Linked DNA regions of Anas platyrhynchos: region 1 is linked to region 2. The links are chromatin contacts, called in public Hi-C maps. All regions are on one chromosome and are shown on one strand. The core of a region is the stretch at or near the end of the contact, and the rest is flanking DNA. Distances in the headings are between cores, read along the strand shown. Region 1 holds the start of CYSLTR1 (cysteinyl leukotriene receptor 1). Region 2 has its middle 21 kb from the start of LPAR4.

What was found. Hi-C and Micro-C count contacts between places; a contact is called where the count stands out from the background.
Region 1: a contact with region 2 is called in a Hi-C map of liver, with 1.9 times the contacts expected there. The contact joins the promoter of CYSLTR1 here to the enhancer-like site in region 2. A contact is called at or near these places in 2 of 8 Hi-C or Micro-C datasets (liver and subcutaneous adipose tissue).

Annotation. Positions count from the first base shown.
Region 1 is chr10:23,515,730-23,519,424 of IASCAAS_PekinDuck_T2T, reverse strand. CYSLTR1 (cysteinyl leukotriene receptor 1) reads right to left here and starts at 1,843. Exons shown (of 2, transcript XM_038184272.2): 1 at 1,616-1,843.
Region 2 is chr10:23,438,404-23,442,134 of IASCAAS_PekinDuck_T2T, reverse strand. No RefSeq gene overlaps it. Among named protein-coding and RNA genes, the nearest start is that of LPAR4, 21 kb to the left of the region's middle. Within about 2 kb of position 1,329, at least 7 of the 8 cell types and tissues checked have an H3K27ac peak or open chromatin away from gene starts, as enhancers often do. A contact at or near this core is called in subcutaneous adipose tissue, where this site is marked.

The DNA.
Region 1 (3,695 bases), core at 594-3,093, 77 kb before region 2:
AGTGCAGACGGATGCCCTCAGCCTCTCCCCCTCTCCCTGGGATACACTGGGAATTCACAACCACTCTGGGGTGCTTGAGGCTTCCGGCTTTCAGACAGGTTTCAGCTATTTGGGAGATGATGCACTTAAAACAATCCTCTGATTATTTCCAACATGCAAAACATGTTAAAGCTCAAAAATGCCAGCAAGGTTGCAGAGATGGGAGCAGAGGCAAAATCTGGCACAAGAGAGCACATTTTTTTCTCCTTGGTCTGTTTGTGGACACTTATGGGGACACAAGGGCTGAAATTAAGTTTGTGGTAACATTTGTGTAATTTTAACCAATTATTTGGGAGTGGCAGGTAGTTTATTCTCTGAAAAAAAAGCTGCACAATCCCTATTGCATGTTTTCATCTGCCAGGATCATCTGGACAGGTATTCAAGCTCTTACGGCCACTGCCCTTGCCCTGCTTTAATGCCTAGGAAGCAGACCCGCCGAGCAAAACCCTGCTGTGCTGTGCACTGCAGGAACACATTAGCCTCAATTAGCTCATGAAAACCCATATAGATAAAATCTCGGCACTTACTGAGGCATCACATATCAGTTCTTTCTCAGACACAGAAAACTATTCAAGATATTTGAGATTAAGAGGCTGGGGTGATCTTTTTGCACTTTACAGGTTTCTCATCTGACAGCATCTCCACGCAGTTAAGATTATTTTGAAGAATGAGCAGAAAATGGGACAACCCAGTGGATAAGCCGAGCCGTTTCCCATCCCTGCAAGTGGCACACAAAGCTCAGAGGAGGGGGAGAGCCCTGCTAGGAAACGCAGAGGAGCACCGGGGGGGGCCGGGCAGTGAGGGACCTGGGTCTCCCCAGGGCATTTTTAGGGTCAGGTCCCCCCCTGCCTGCCGGGACAGCACCGGGGATGATGCCTGCAAAAGTTTGGGCTCGCAGCAGCCGCCCCTGGGGCTGCCGGCACAGCCCTGGCGTCTGAGCGATAATCAGGAGATCTCTGCCACCATCTGCTCCTTCGATGAACCGTCTTATATAATCTCCGTGCCACATTTGCGATCACTCCTTCAGCGGGGCCGAGCTGCTTTATGAACTTTTACTTCCTCCGGGGATTAAAGCTGAGGCTCTCAGGAGCTGCTCCTGCAGGCTGCAGGACAAGCAGCCCTGCTGCGGGTCGCCCTCCCCAACACCATTTGGAGCGTCTGCATAACCTGACTTAAAATCCAGGGTTACAACACCGCTGTGGGCTGCTAGGGGACACCTAGAAGCACTCCTAAAACCAAAAAGCACCCCCAGCTGAGCCTCCGGTCTGCATCTCGCTGTGCAAATTTCCATTCACCGCTTTAACACAGCAGCAGGTCACCTCCCCGCGGCTATTTCCCAACCAATATTTCCCTCCACACAGCCCAGGGGCTGCTGCAACCCAAAAAACGACCCCCCCCCCAAAAAAAAAAACCCGACCCCATCCCCGCACGGGGGGCACCTCCCAAAGCAGCCCCCCGTCCCCTGCAGCCCCCATCTCACCCCACCGACCCTCGCCCCCCCCCCCTCGGTGTAGCTCCGGTGCCTGCAGCCCCCGGGAGCCCCTCGCCCACCGGAGCCCCCCCCAGCCCCGCTCACCGCCGCCCGGCTCCGCTCGGCTCCGCCGCCCTGCGCTGCCCCGCGGCCGCCCTTCAAGCGGGGCGAGCCCGGCCCCGGCCCCCCCCCGCCCCGGGGAGGAGCCCGGCCCCGCTCCCCGCCGCCGCCTTCCCCCCTCCCCAGAGCCCAGGAAGGGCTCCGAGAGCCAGCTGGGACCCGGGAGGGTGCTTTTCTTCCATGCGATCCCCAAGGTCCGCTGGTATTAATGTCACCGCTTTAGCAGCGAGCTGCAGCCTCTCGTGGGAAATGAAGCATCGGGGAAATTGCTTCCCCGGAATTAAGGATTCCCTTCAAAAGCCACAGGCGGAAAAAAAAAAAAAAAACAAAAAAAAACGGAAAAAGACCAAGCAATCCCATACAAGCTGCCCCCTGCTCTCAGCAATCGCATCCCTCCAGGTCCACCTGTTCCCCTGACACCTCCATGGGGGTGTCCCGAGGGGAACCCCTCCCTGCCTTTGTGTCCACTCACTGGGGTCCCCAGGATGCCTCCTGCCCTTTCCTGCTCAAAGGGCTTCCCACCCTAATTTAGCCGTGCTCGGCATGGGAAGGAAACCTTGCTGCAAGCCTGGCACGGGTGGCATTTGGGATGGGGAGCGATGGGGAGGAAGGTGAGCGGGGGCTGAACAGGGACTTGCAGCCCCCACTGCCCCCACGGGGTCAGTGTCCCACGCTGAAGCTCGGTGCCACCACTGCTCCCAGCTTTCCGCCAGCTCCTTGCCTCCTGCGAGCTGCAAACGGCAAGTTTCGCTTTTGTACTCGGGTGTTTAAGTGCCACCGCACTCCATCACCGCACGCTGCTATTCACCGTGCTCGTATTCCCCATTCTTCACCGTTTTACTTCACGTAGCAAAATCAGAAGCTTGCATATGGGGTGATGGAAAAGGCAAAGCCCTCGTCCACCTGGTGCTGGAATTAGAGACCCATCCCTGCCTGGACACTGCAGCACGCAGCCCTGCAGCTGTGCCCACTTCCCCCAGCTGCGATGCCACATCTCCTTCCCGTTTTTCTGCTTGTATCTCTTCCCCCCCGACACGTCCCAGAAGGATTTCCTGCTGTTGAATCAGAGATTTGCATGTTTGCTGTGGGTCCTTGGCACCTCTGGCTGTGCACGCCCAGGACAGGCCAGGACACCGCAGGAAGGCACTCCTCATCCACACCGCACCGAGGGGGTGAGCAGGACGCTGTCCTCGCAGCTGCCTCCCCCACAGCCTTCCTCGGGCACTGGAAAGCCCAAACCACGAGACCACGAGATAATTCAGGTTGGAGGGGATCCAGGGAGGTCTCCAGTCCAACTTTCTGCTCCAGCCGTATCAGGCCAGCTTGCTCAGGGCTGTGTCCCACCTGCTTTTGGGCACGTCCCAGGACGGAGGTCCCAGAGCCTCCAAGGCGAGGTGACCCATTGCCTGCTGTCTCCTGCTGCGAACCCACTTCTGTAGCTTGCTTTGGTTGTGGTGCGCAGTTTGGTATTACTCCGCTCTGCCATTCCTTCTGCTTTTCTTGCTACTTCTTTTTGCCATTCCTTCTGCTTTTTACTACTCAGTTTTTGTTATTTCTTCTCCTTTTTTTTTTTTTTTTTTAATTTAAATTTAAATTTTTATCTTTGATCTCCTTTTCTTTTTTTTTGTCCCTTCCTTTCAAGAACTGGAAGGTTGGAGATAGGAGGGAAGAGAGTTGTAGGGCATTTTGGGAGAGGGATGGAAGTCAGCGAGGGAAGGAGGGCAGCACTGCAGGCATCAGGATGAACAAGGGTAGCTATACCCTGTCGTTTCACTGCTAACGGGGCATAAGGTGATTTCTTAGCTCTCCTTCAAAGTCGAAGTCCATCTTCACAGGGCTGTGGGATCAGGCACAACCGAGGGGTACGGGCTTTGTGCATTTGTCTTGAGAACATCCTGATGTGGGAGCAGCCTGGTCACACCTCGGGGTCAAGGTGAGCTGGCACTTGGCACAAACTGTACCCACCTCACCTTCTCCTCCTGGACCCTGAATGCTCCCAGCTCTGGGCAGGCACCAGACTCCTTCCCAGCATCACAACGAAGATGCTCAGCCCTTGATTATTTGA
Region 2 (3,731 bases), core at 80-2,579:
TGATGGAGCCATCCCACCCAAGAGAAAGGGGGCTGGAGGTCAGAGCTGTTTGTCACTGTGCTGGTACAGCCACATCGTGGTTGACCTTTGACAGTTCTGATACCCATCTTGTTCCCGTACATTATCTCCCCATCAGAAACCAGCATTGCAGCCAGGGACCCCAGATAGAAATGAGGATGTGGGAGGTACGTGAGACATTTCACTGTCATGCAGCACTTGCTAAATTCACAGAGTATATTTTCTAAAATAACTCCCCCCTTCAAATACAAGCAGTGATGATTAATACTCTGATACCAGGGTTCACAATTCAATCCTTTCTTTTTTGGGGGCGGGTGGTGTGGTGACAAATGAAGCCAGTCTCAGAGCTACCCCACCCTTCTCACACCTCTCTAGCTCTTCCACCACCTCAAGCTCTGCATCAACTGACCGGGAGATTACCACAAGAGATGTTAAATATAACCCTTATTTCCCCTCCCCTCTCCCTCAAAAGGCTGAGGGTCAGTATTTTTAACATGGATTTTTATCACAGTTCCTGTTACCAGCTCCAGCCCCTCAGTGGCTGTCCTGGCATAATTGGTGGGGGGGAAATGGGTGTAGGATAACAGCAAGTTTTAAAGCCAGCTTTGCAGCTCAGGACAGTGCATCACAGAGCCATGCTCCCTGGTTAAATGCTGGGCATATAATAAAGTTTTTTTTTTTTTTTTTTTTTAATTTATTTCCTTTACCTTTAAACTACCTGGCTGATAAGGTTAGTACCTGACCAAAGCCAGTCTCACCCATAGAGGTCACTGTAAAGCAACATACCTGGAACACTGCTCATAATTATCAAGGGTGATTGAAACATTATTTCACAGTTCACAACAGAAATGAAGCCATCACCCAACATGATTCCCACTGCATAACCTAGCTGCTGCATGTGTCCCCCAGCAGTCACCTTCCTTGCTTCCAGAGCTTGACATAATCTGCTGCTTTTACATGGTTATCTTAACCTGTCTGGGTTTGCACACCAGCTCCTGTATCAAAGTACATTCTGCTGAGATAGCAGCATGTCCTTGGAAAAGAAAGAAGTATTACCATTAAATGCAGGCTTTAAAGTTATGAGCAAGCTTGCAGCTGAGGAGGGACAGCTATCACCTTATCCCCGTTAGACACAGCAGGACAGTTAGAGCATACAGATCAGTTACAAGGCCAAAGAGGAAAAAAAGAGCTGGATAATCACTGTCAGGCTGTGAGTACAATTGCAGAGTCCTTGTGTATGACAGACTGCCATGGCCTTGGGCCAGACTGACAGAAAAACTGCAGGACTGGACATAGTCCATTTCGGGTGATTAAATCATACGTGGATTTGTCCAACACCACAACCTCAGGCTGTGTGATCTAACACTTCAGTGATGGGCTTGAGGACATGCTACAGTAAAACTCACAATAAGCAGATTTCCTTAAAAGTAAAACAAACAAAAAACCTCATTTAGTCACCAAACTATGAACTCATAACAGAGCCCTCAGTACCTAAGTCAGTAAAATTAAACCAACATAAGCCTGTGATAAGCAAAAATGCCGTACTGTAGTAGGCCGACTAATTTTTAATTGCACCTTTTGCTAAGGCCATCTGTTTTTCTCCCCAATTACAAGGCCTACAGAACACCTAGTGGTGCATCAGAGGAAGAGTTTGGTCTCCATTTTAAGGAGCATGCTCAAGTGCAATTCAACTTTAACAAAATTCCAGCTCCTCGGTGCCTGAAGAGCTGCCAAACAGCAATGCCCTCCGCACTGTAACCCAGAGGAGGAAGCTCACGTGCAGGGGACCAGGGCTCTGGACAACGTGCCCACTAGGCAAGGTGACAAGTCATTAGGTCCAAATGCCTCTTGGTGACCGGGACAACAGGACAAAAAATGCTCTAATGCTGGTTCCCCATCAGTAACTTCCAAGTGAATTGGCGAGACCTTTGCAAAGTGCTGTGAGCCCACAGAAACGCCCTTTGTTCATGGCTTAAAGCCTGTCAGGCGTGCTGCCTTCCAGCTTGGTACGCACAGACTGACCAACCCACAACCCCTGCTGCTTTGGAGCACACAGCAAGACCAACCAGAAGTGCCCTGAGGGTTTTTCACCCCTATGGGCAATGGCCTGAAAGCTGCTCTCCACATATCCAAGCCAGTATCGGATTGCACACAAGGTTTTAAAGAGCCTCAAAGGCAGAAAAGCAAGAAGTGAGCACGTTAAGAAGTCCAGGATAATCCTATGTTTACGTATCTCAATTAATTTAGTGATTTCGTGGAGTAGTTTGTACTGTAGAGGACAAGGATTTGGGAGGAGCAGGGCTCAGGGAGAAGAGAAGAGAAGAGAGGCTGTGCTCTCAAGCTAGAACTTGAGTTTCCCCAAACAACGTACGGACTCGAGCCTTTGGATTTACATCCACTTGCCAGGCTGGCCAGATGCCAGCCAGCTCCCACCTGAAAGCCCCGTCCCAGCCTCAGTGCAGCACTGTGCTCCTGGCCCAATAAATCCCAGCTCTCGGCAGGGGCTGCTGGCCAAGGATCAGTGCCGAGCAAACATGGCCCCCTTGTTTCCCTTCGGGGCTTGGCTTGCACCTGGCCAGCCCTGAGCATGAGCAGAGGCAGCCCACGTCCACCCACAAGAGCACCAAACCTTAACACATCAGGTGCTTCTCAAACAACTTTTGCAGTCCGATTGCTTTTTGATTACAAACAGGGATTTTTAAACCCAAGCAAGCTGGAAACTCGCTTCCCAAAACAAGTTTTTATCTATTGCACATCTTCGACTGGAGGAGGGAAGAAAATCACAGCCTATTGCCAAAGCGATTCCTCCTTGCGGTGAGTCACCAGTTTGACTCAGCCTGGTGGGACGTGAGCCATCTGACAACAATAGAAATCTGGCAGTTCGCATCTGCAAGTTAAACAAGCTCACGCGCCCTAAAAATAAAGCCTGCTAAGCTGCTGAAGTCGTATTTTCCTACCAAATTTCCTGCTGAGCAGTTCCAACCAGCGTTTGACCACATACTGCCTCATTGATAGACCTTCTTGGTTTATTGTAGGCAGAGAGATTTAATTAGTAAGTAAGGAAGCGAGGAATTCCTGTTGGTGTTTTTCTGAGGGGGGAGTCGGAGGGAAGAACAAATGAGAAAAATCATGAGCGATGTGCACATTTTCCTGGCATCAGAGCCACTTCAGAATAAATGTGATACTGTGAAACACACCTCCTTCCTCTGCGTGTCTCCTTTCCTTCCCTTCGTAAAGCATGGTTTAAATAAAGAAACATCTGCAGAAACTCCAGATGAGCCCAAATCAGGCAAAGATAAATACAAATATCAGGGGCATGTATGGAGGTGTAGGATACCGAGGGTCTCTGAGAAATGGGTGCCAAATCACTCGAGCTGCGGAGTGGAATTGGCAGGGGCTTCAGGGAGCCAAGTGCCTGGCCCTGACAGGGAAAACGTGCTGCAGTTCAGATACAGCAGTGGAGAGTGCCTGCAGGAAAGTACATACCAAACTATCCCAGTATGGAATAAAAAGGGAACATACATCTCGGTAAGAAGGAAATGCTACAAGCAAATCTACACAGCAGATGTATGGAACAAGCTGCTGGTAATGGAAAGATGTCTGTGGCATGGAGCTAACAGCGAGAGCTGGAATTACCCACCCGTTCCAGAATGACTTCTCTCCTGCGTGGGAACTCTCAGAAGCAGGCCTTGGCTATCTCCACATCTTCCTGT